Regions from separate parts of the Zea mays genome. Here region 2 is linked to region 1. Evidence: chromatin contacts called from public Hi-C data. All regions are on one chromosome and are shown on one strand. Each heading gives the region's core, a stretch centred on a gene start, on an enhancer-like site or on the middle of the called end of the contact. The rest is flanking DNA. Distances are from core to core; before and after follow the strand shown. Region 1 holds the start of LOC103640076. Region 2 holds the start of LOC100281556 (lectin-like receptor kinase 7).

Region 1 (4,819 bases), core at 1,597-4,096:
CAAAGTAGAGAAATCCACCGCAGAAGTGTAGGTGAAATGTTCTCCAGAACCTACCACGAGCATTGTGAACACGGATCCAAGCAGTGCCATCACCAGGGCTGAGAAACCAGAGGAGGGTAGGAAAAAGTCAAAAAAAAACATCTTAAAATTTAAAAATGGAGGGGAGGATCATTCAGTTAAACCGAGAAAGACTACTACTACTCACCAAAGTAAGGGAAAAGCAGAGCCACCGCAACGGTTGAGAGGACGAGGCATGTCCTAACGAGCATTCCGACCAGGTAACTCTGCATCTTCTTTGGTAGGGCTTCCTCTATCGACAAGGCGACCGGCGTCATCGTCAGTGCATACTTTGTGTAAGGATTCACAACCTGGAACCAGAAAGAAAAATGCAACAAAAAAAAAACAAAAGCAATGAAATTAGCATCTCGTCGTCTTCATTCTGAACGCGATGGCAGAATGGTAAAGTGTGGTTTTCCCTCGCACCGTCATCCAAATGGCAATCTTGGATGGGATGTACTGCTGTGGCAAGTTTAGGGTGAACTGTGACATAGTGGACTCGCCGAACATCAGGAACCCTGAGACCGCAACTCCGGCGTACACAAGCGTTACCACCGTGAAGCTGAAAACGGTGCAGGATGGCATTTTGTGTTAACAAGAAGGCGGCCCATGTTAACAAGAAGCAACAAAGTTAAGAGCACCGCTTACCAGAACATGAGCACGAATGGAAACTGCGAGCGCTCCTTCATGGACGAGTAGATGTTTGGGAACACCGAGTGTCCTGAGTAGCAGTACCCATACAGGCCGAGTGCCACTGGAAGGTGGGTCACGTTCACTACAGCACCGGAAAAGCGAAACCCAATTCCTTCTCCGATGCCAACCCAGCATAGGCAGACGATGACCGTGATCGTCGCGATCACGCCTCCAGCTGAGTACATACAGAGACGGTCAGGAGTCAGGAACAATCCTTCTTTCGCTCAAAGATTACTTTTGTTGATCATAAACTGACTGAACTATCAGTGATACGAGTCAATTCTAACTACATTCCTATGATCAGTACAGAGGGAGTAAGAAGCAATTCCACATTTTTTTACATACCAGAAAGATATGAGAGGAGACTGAGGTTCCTGAGCCAGACTGATGGGAGGATTGCCAAGGCCATTGTGGTTGCAAAGAGATTGTGCGCGTTCAGGTCGATGCCAGTGAAAGCTAAATGCGCTGAGGGAAACACTGACGACAAGCTGTCTCCTAGCAGCGTAATGTACTCCACGCAGCTTGCCTGCAAAAAAAATATATACATAAAAATCACTTGTGTTCGACAACCAAGGCCATTCACAATAAGTTTTAGAGTTCAGAGAGCACACTTACATAAAGCTCCATGTACAGGACAACCTGAAAAAAAGAGATGCGATCAGTGAGGTAAACAACAGGTGAGCTGACTTTCGAAGAGAAATCTGTGTTTTTCAAGGTATACACACCGATACAAAGATCCGACCAAAGATTCCGAAAGCGACTTGTCCAATGTCTGGGTATGTCTCAATGTTGGGCGAACTGTCTATGCACCTCTTGAGAAGCAAGCCCGTGTAGCACGAGCTGCCACCCAGCAAGGGGAGCAGCAGGAGGCTTAGCCATCCCCCTTCCTTGATTCCATAAGCCGTGGTGAGAATTCCAACGCCGCACAGCACATTGAACCCTAGAAATTCGACCAGCATTGATGATTGATTCCATAAGCTGATTACTCTAACACCTGAGAATTCAAGATCCAACTGGTCACGCACCATTGATGATTGATTGGTTCCTGCTGCACTTGCTAGCAGGCGGAGGAAGCTCGATATAATCGGATTTCAGGCATTGCCTGGAGGGTCTCTCGGGCAGCTCCGCCTCGTGCGCAGCCGGCCACCGCGGCGCCTGGGCGAGGCTGTCCGTGGACTGCTTCACGGGCCGCGGCTGCGGGTGCAACGACGACTGCGACAGCTGCGGGAGCGAGGGCGGCAGCAGCGGCCTGGTGAGCGGCAGCCCCGAGCCCTCGCCTTTCCTCAGGAAGAAGGAGCTCCCGGCCTTGAGGAAGGAGCTGCCGAATCTGGTCAGGCTCGGGCTCGCTGCCATGATCGAGTTCATCGTCGGCGACGGCACCGCGCTCAGCATGTCGATCGACTGCCTGCATGCGAAACGAGAACGCCGCCGAGGAAACGGCGTCAGCTCCGAATCGTGGAAGAGATGTGGACGGCGAGGCGGCTGGTTGACGAACCTGTAACTCTGCGGCCACGCGCCATTCTGGCCGTCCTCGGGCGTGTCCTCACGCTCGCCGCCGTCGCGACGCCGGACATGGCCGGCGCGTGTCTCGGCGTCGCTCCGGTCGGAGAATGATCCATCGTCGGAGGAGGTCGGCGGGGATCCGCCGTCCCGGTCGACGCCGAGATCGTCCTCATCGCCGATGAATAGGAGCGAGCGGTCGCCGTGGCCCACCTCCTCGTCGCGGTCCATGTCGGGCTCGGCCGTCCAGAGTGCTGAGTGCACGCGCATGCAACACGGCAATGCAGGTGAGGATCAACGAAACCCAAATCTATATTAACATCAATCCCTGACGCAATGCAACGATCTCAAGGAAAGAAAGCATCACGATCTGTACTACGTACCCAACACAAACGCTTCCCCGATCTCCACTCTTCCAGCCACACGAGCAAGGCTAGAGAAAATATGGGGCCGGGGCCGACGAACACGGAGGGAAGGGGGAGAGATAGGCGGCCGGTTTCTGAGGAGCCGGTCCCGGACTCGTGGCCGCGCCGCCTCTCTCGCAACCATGAACCGGGTGACGTACGAGACGGCTGACGCTGGGCCTTTTTGTTATTGCCACTGAATGGTGGGCCGTTGGCCCATGCCCTTCCCCCCGTGTCCGTGTGTTGTGATATCGGAAGCTGTGCATGACGTCGCGTCAGGTTGGTATGTTGAGCTGGAAAACAGTACGTACGTGACAGCTTGTTTCGAGTTTAAATTTACGCGACCGAATATTCCCTCCAATCACAAATATGTGCCGCATTCACTTTAACGCAATTTTCTAAATACACTTTCAAATGTATGAGATTTTATAAGTATTTTTTAATACAAATATATATATATATAGTTTAAATGTTTTAAATTAAATAATTTATAAGTGATTTTAGAAGACAAACCTAGTACTCCCTCCGTCCCACGGTACTATTAGTTTTAGCCTTGTTTTTTATATATATTTAAATATATGATGATAAATCTAGACACATATATAAAACACATACATCAAATATTCACTACCGAACTCGCCTTTTTTGTCGAGTGTCTCAGACACTCGGCAAAGACCATTATACACTCGGCAAAGCCACACTCGGCAAATATTTTATCGGTAAATGATTTTTTTTTCGAGTACTTTTTTCGGGCGAGTGTCAAAAAACACTCGGTAAATTAAGAATCACAAAAAACCCAAAAAAACAGCAAAACATTTTTCAAAATTAGGGAGACAGCTTCCCCCCCAACCACCGCCATTGCTCTACACATCGGTCCTATCATTTTCACCATTTTTAATCAAATTTACGTGTTTTGTGAATATGAGATTCGAACTTCGAACTCACAACCTCACGTGTGCGCATAACCTGCTCTACCACTACGCTATTACATCATCAATTGTGCTTATATTACGTTTTCATTTCAAATTTACGTATTTTGTGAATGTGAGATTCGAACTCACAACCTCACACGTGCGCATAACTTCCTCTACCACTACACTACTACATCAATTGTGCTTATATTACGTTTTCATTCCTCATATATTATAACAAATCGAGAGTAATTTGATTATTTGAGGCACTAAATGAATTCAATTGAAAATGTTGTCAACTATAGAGTTGCATAACTTTTCAAGATACACAACTTCTATTTTGATATTTTCTACATCAGAAGCTGTTTACAAAATTTGAATTTCAAATTTGAACACTTCACACGAATTTTTCTATGATGAGATGATTTCAAATCAAAAAATCGCCAGTTACAAAGTTTCATTACATTTCAAGACCAACAAATTTTATTTTGGTGGTTTTTCCATCCGAGGTAGTTTGAAAAAAAATCAAAATTTAAATATAGGTTTGTATGACAAGATGATTTCAAATCAAAACATTGTCAACTACAAAGTTTCATAATTCTTCAATACATACAAGTTTCATGTTGATAGTTTTTTCTTTCGAGATCGTTTTCAAAATTGAAATTTTAATTTTTTTTAATTCAAACGTAGTTTTCGCTGACAAGATGACTTTCAATAAAAAATTTACCAACTACAAAATTCTATAACTTCTCAAGATCTACAAAGTTTATTTTATTTGTTTAGCCATTTATTCATCCCACATGATGGTTCTAATAATATGCACAAATCTTATACATCTCTCTTGTAGTTTCATGAACTACGAGAGAGATATAAGTTTTATGAACAAATTTACTTTTATTTTGTCATATAAAGAAATGTTCAAAATATAAATTGTATATCATGATGAGTTATACAAATTTGTAGTTGAAATTTTTTTCATCTGAATTAATTTACTGTATTAAAATGTGATTTTTAAATTGTCTTTGCCTAGTGTTGAAAAAAAGCACTCGACAAAAAGCTTCTTTGCCGAGTGCCCGAAAAAACACTCAATAAAACATTTGACATTCGGTAAAGAGCCAAATTCCAGTAGTGATTGTGTGAATCTATTAATTACTCAAGATAAATTTTAATTTGGAATAGAGGGAGTAGAAAATCTAGCTAGAGGCGGTTGTATATTTGTGGAGTCATTAAAAACAACAACCATGTTGTAAATCT
Region 2 (4,819 bases), core at 1,331-3,830, 270 kb after region 1:
AAAACGATCTATTAAACCTAAGACGAATCTATTAAATCTAATTAGTCCATGATTCGCTCATGTAATTCTACCATAAACATTTGTTAATCATATAGTTAGTGTTGTAATTAGACTATATTTAATACTTATCCTTACCCTTCAAAATTCGATTTTACATATACTTAATTTCGAACCAAACACTCCTCAAAAACTCCAAAGAAAAAGATTAAATAAGAGGCTACCAACTGTCACTCAGCCATTTGCCGTTACTGAGTGCAGTAAAAGAATAGACAGCTCAGATATAAACAAGTTAGCTCCAAGGTCACACTATTATGTTTGACGAAGTCGTCATCTTACTGGCAAGCGGGCCCAGGAATTTCGATGCATCACGTGCTGACGTGAGATGACCGCATGGACAGAGACGAGAAGGGGAACGTGGCGACCGACATCTGGGTCCCGCCGTCCCAGCCGCCGCCAGCTGCGGCGGCGCGCTCGAACGACGACGACGGGTACGAGTGCACGAAATCGTCGAACCCGACCTCGCCAGAGTATGCCGGCGGCATGGGAGGCGGGGGAGGAGGCTCCGGCACCTCGCTGGCATCCCCGCCGTCAAGGTACCTCGCCACCTCCCGCATGGTGGGCCGCGTCGCCGGCGCCGGGTGCGAGCACCACAGCCCCACCTTCACGGCCGCGGCGGCCTCCGCGAAGTCGTACGCGCCGGCGAGCCGGGCGTCCACCACCTTCTCCACCTCCCCCGCCGCGTACCGCTCCCACGCCCACTCGGCCAGCACCAGCTCCTCGGGCGGCGCGCGGGGCTCTATGGGATGCCGCCCGGCCACCACCTCCAGCACCAGGGCACCGAACGCGAACACGTCGGCAGCCGTCGTGGCCTTCCCCGTCCGCGTCAGCTCGGGAGCCAGGTACCCCAGGGTGCCCACCACGCGCGTCGTGCTCGGGTTGGTCCCGCGCTCGTGGAGCTTGGCGAGACCGAAGTCGCCGAGCCGCGCCGACATGTCGGCGTCGAGGAGCACGTTGCTGGCCTTGACGTCGCGGTGGAGGACGACGCTCTCCCATCCCTCGTGCAGGTACAGCAGCGCCGACGCGACGTCGCGGAGGATGCGGTAGCGGACCGGCCAGGTCAGGCGCGACGCTTTGAGGTGGTCGCCGAAGAGGTGGCGGTCCAGGCTGCCGTTGGGCATGTAGTCGTAGACGAGGAGAAGGTCGCCGCGGCGGCGGCACCAGCCCTGGAGCTGGACCAGGTTGCGGTGGCGGAGCCGGCCGATAGACGCGATCTCCGCCACGAACTCGCGGAGGCCCTGCCGGGACTCGTGGTTCACGCGCTTCACGGCCACGGTCTCGCCGGATTTCCGGAGCACGCCGCGGTACACCTTGCCGAAACCGCCGGATCCGAGCACCTCGCGCTCGCGGAACCCGCGCGTCGCGCGGCGGAGTTCGGCGTACTTGAACCGATGCGGGCCGTAGTCCAGCTCCCACGGCTCGATGATGTCGCGGTTCTTGTACCGGTACGCACCGTACGCGCCGGCGCCGGCGAGCACGACGAGCGCCACGAACGCCGAGAACGCGACGGCGAGGATGAGCGAGGTCCGGTTCTTGGAGCTCTTGAGCTGGGGCAGCGACGGCAGGGACGAGAGATCCAGCGCCGGCGCGGCGCCGGCGCCGAGGCGAAAGCTCCAACCCCTGAGGTAGTGCGAGCTCGCGAGGACTCCCGTGGACGCCGAGAAGCCGACGTACATCTGCTCGCGGAAGATCCCAGAGAGGTCGACGCGGAAGGAGATGAGCGGCGTGGTGGGCTTCCCCAACGTGCCGTTGGCGATGGAGACGTTAAGCAACCTGGCGGCGCCGTCGTAGTCGACCCAGGCGGTGGTGTCCCCGGACTTGAGGTTCAAAGGGTCGGCCTTGGCGGACGCGTTGGAGATGAGGCTGTTGAGGTCGACGCCGACGTGGTTGCCGTTGACGTCGTCGAACTCGAAGTCCTGCACGGTGTCGAACTCGATGGCGAAGAGGTGGTTGGTGGCGTTGCCGACGTCGGCGGCGCTGAGTAGGCCCAGGTACTGGCTGGGCAGCGCACCGGACATGCGCGGGTCGGGCGCGACGACGAACGCGAAGCCGTGGCCGCCGAGCGTCGGGAACTCGGGCACCACGGTAAAGGCGAACTGCGTGGAGAAGGACACGGCGGTGCCGTTCTTCTGGTCCAGGAAGCGCAGCGGGGTCGGGTAGAAGGCGTGTCCGAAGAGCCGGGACGTCTCGTTGGTGAGGCGGAGGATGCCGCTGGGCAAGATCTCGGTTGCCGACGTGCCGTTCAGGTTCAGGTTCGGGCTCCCGCCGCGGCCACTGGCGCTGAAGCCCTTGTAGGTGAACTCTTGGGAGAAGGCGAGGCTGGCGAGAAGGAAGAGGAAGAAGAGGAGGATGGGAGTCTTGGGTTTCCTGGAGCTTGACATGGGAGTGATGGAGTGAGGGGAGGAATTAATGGGGATGGAGATGAACCATGAATGGAGTAGGAGGAGGTGGACTGGTGGCTTTGTAGGTAGAGGAAGAAAGGGAGAGGAGTGGTGGGTCTGACTCTGAGACTGGAAGTGGCTTTGATTGCCTCACTGCGGCTCACCAACAACATAAAGTTATTATTAATGGCACTGGACAGATAGTAACACGAGGTTATTATTAATAGCTAAGCTTGTACTACTACCTCACTTTTGGTTTTGCTCATTTTCAATTACCTGAAATATTGCTTTTCACCCTAAACCAGCAGAGTTTTTGCCTCGTATGTTGAAATGCTTGGAGGGCGACGAGGCAGAGGCGCCATATTTTTTATTTAAAATATGTATGTAAGAAAGGATGGATCTAGAATCTAATCACGTCCCCGAGCTAGCTTATAAATTTATTATTCTTTCGATACATTTCAATCTAAAAACAACAAATATAAATAGAAACATATGGATTAAACCACAGGCTATAGACTAGGTGGCCCGGAGATATGTCCAAAATAGGTCGCCTAGTCAGGCCCGAGCTAAGCCTGCCGAGGCCCGACACGAATTGGAACAGGCGTAGCCCGACCTAGTTCAATCTACAGGTCATGTCGTGCTGGCCCGTGGGCCACGGATAAGACACATGCACAATGTGTTAGGTTGTTTCTAGTGTCGGGTCGGCCTGTGGCCCGACGAGCCTAACGGACCCATGACCATCATGTTTAAATAGCAAGCCCTGGTCGGTGCCCTCCCTACGACCCACGCCCGTATGGCCCCACCACCCCATGTTTATATATATGGTCTGGTCGGCTCCCTCCTCCACGACCCACGCCCCGTATGGCCCCACTACCCCACATCCCACGTCCAGATCATGTGGGTGCGCTATTTTAGGGATCTGTTTTTATAACAGTTTTATGCGTGATACCTTGTTTTCTAGTGTAAAAATCATCACGTTTGAGCATAAAATAGTATCCGACAAAGCATAAAATCATGTTTCCGTCACCTCGCATGCAGGGTCCTATTTTTATGTAAGGTACAGTCAACACCCACCAGATATACATGCGATTTTCGATTTTTATGGTAGGTGTTGTTTCAAATCCGAAAATTATGGTAGGTCCAAAATTATGGCAGATCCGAAAATTGTTGTGCATGTGGGACACTGTGTGGGTGCAACCCAGATTTAAGCGTAAAAATTCTCACGCTAGAGTGTAAATAGTGTCAGATATAGCGTATATGTTGACTCACTCCCAACAACAACTCTCGCATCCATGCGACCACCATAAATCAAGGGATTTGATTGGGTGAGTTGATTAGGGGATTTAATTAGTTGAGTCGATCGGGAATTTGATTTTTATGGTAGTCACATACACCATAAACCATGTGACTTCTTTTTTCACTATGCTCACAAAAAATATGCATGTGGTACACTGGTGGACGCACACCAGTTTGAGCGTAAAATGCTTCAGTTTTTAGCGTAAAACTCATCGGTTTTGATCGTGAATACTGAACCAACGTGAGAGACGTTGACAACTTTGATACGTTGTATTTATGATAGTAAAACTCCTAAAGTTTAAGCATAAAATAGTGTTAGATAGAGCGTAATGTTGATTCAATCCCAACCAACATCCACCACGTCCATTCATCCACCATAAATGAAGAGATTTGATTTCAGGAGTTGATTATGTGATTTGATTAGAGGAGTTGATTATGAGATTTGATTTTTTATGGCAGTTACATATACCATAAATTAAGGGGTTTCTTTTTCATTGTGCACGCGGAAAATATGCATACGTGATGTTTGTGGCGCACCCTAAGATTTGCGTAAAATCCTACAACTTTTAGCGTAAATAACATTGTTTTGACCGTAAAAACCGAGACAAAGTCAGAGATGTTGATAACTCAGATGTGTTGTATTTATGATCATAAAATCAGCAAGCTTGCGCATAAAATAATGGCAGATGTAGCGCAAATGTCATTCCTATAGAAATACCAAAGCCACGTGAGAGACGACATATTCATCATCATAAAATTCTCAAATGGAATGCATAAAAATTGCAGTGATCGACATAAAAATATCACGGAATGCATAAACATGGATCAGATGAGGTCGTCGGAGGAGGATGCGCCAAAGCTACCATATCAGAGGAGTTCATCGGCAGATGATCCACGTTTTCACAGTGGCGTTCGACTCGTCGGAGCTTGAAGAATTAATAGCTGGAGGTAGGAGGGCCTCGCCGTCACGTGCACATTGGGGGGTGTCACTGCCCAAGCACGCCTCTGGCCACCGCCACCGCCGCTCAAGCCTCCCGAGGCCGCCACCGCGCGCGCTCCTTGGGAACCGCAGCTGTCGCGCGCTT

The links. Hi-C and Micro-C count contacts between places; a contact is called where the count stands out from the background.
Region 2: a Hi-C map of ear shows a contact between it and region 1, with 3 times the contacts expected there. The contact joins the promoter of LOC100281556 here to the promoter of LOC103640076 in region 1. A contact is called at or near these places in 3 of 25 Hi-C or Micro-C datasets (ear, endosperm and leaf).

Annotation. Positions count from the first base shown.
Region 1 is chr1:159,869,767-159,874,585 of Zm-B73-REFERENCE-NAM-5.0, forward strand. It overlaps LOC103640076, which reads right to left and starts at 2,847. Exons shown (of 12, transcript XM_008662727.3): 1 at 2,634-2,847; 2 at 2,246-2,504; 3 at 1,776-2,155; 4 at 1,476-1,690; 5 at 1,366-1,389; 6 at 1,096-1,276; 7 at 706-925; 8 at 484-619; 9 at 206-368; 10 at 55-98. The coding sequence starts at 2,799.
Region 2 is chr1:160,141,380-160,146,198 of Zm-B73-REFERENCE-NAM-5.0, forward strand. LOC100281556 (lectin-like receptor kinase 7) reads right to left here and starts at 2,581. Exons shown (of 1, transcript NM_001154475.2): 1 at 106-2,581. The coding sequence starts at 2,438. The coding sequence ends at 366.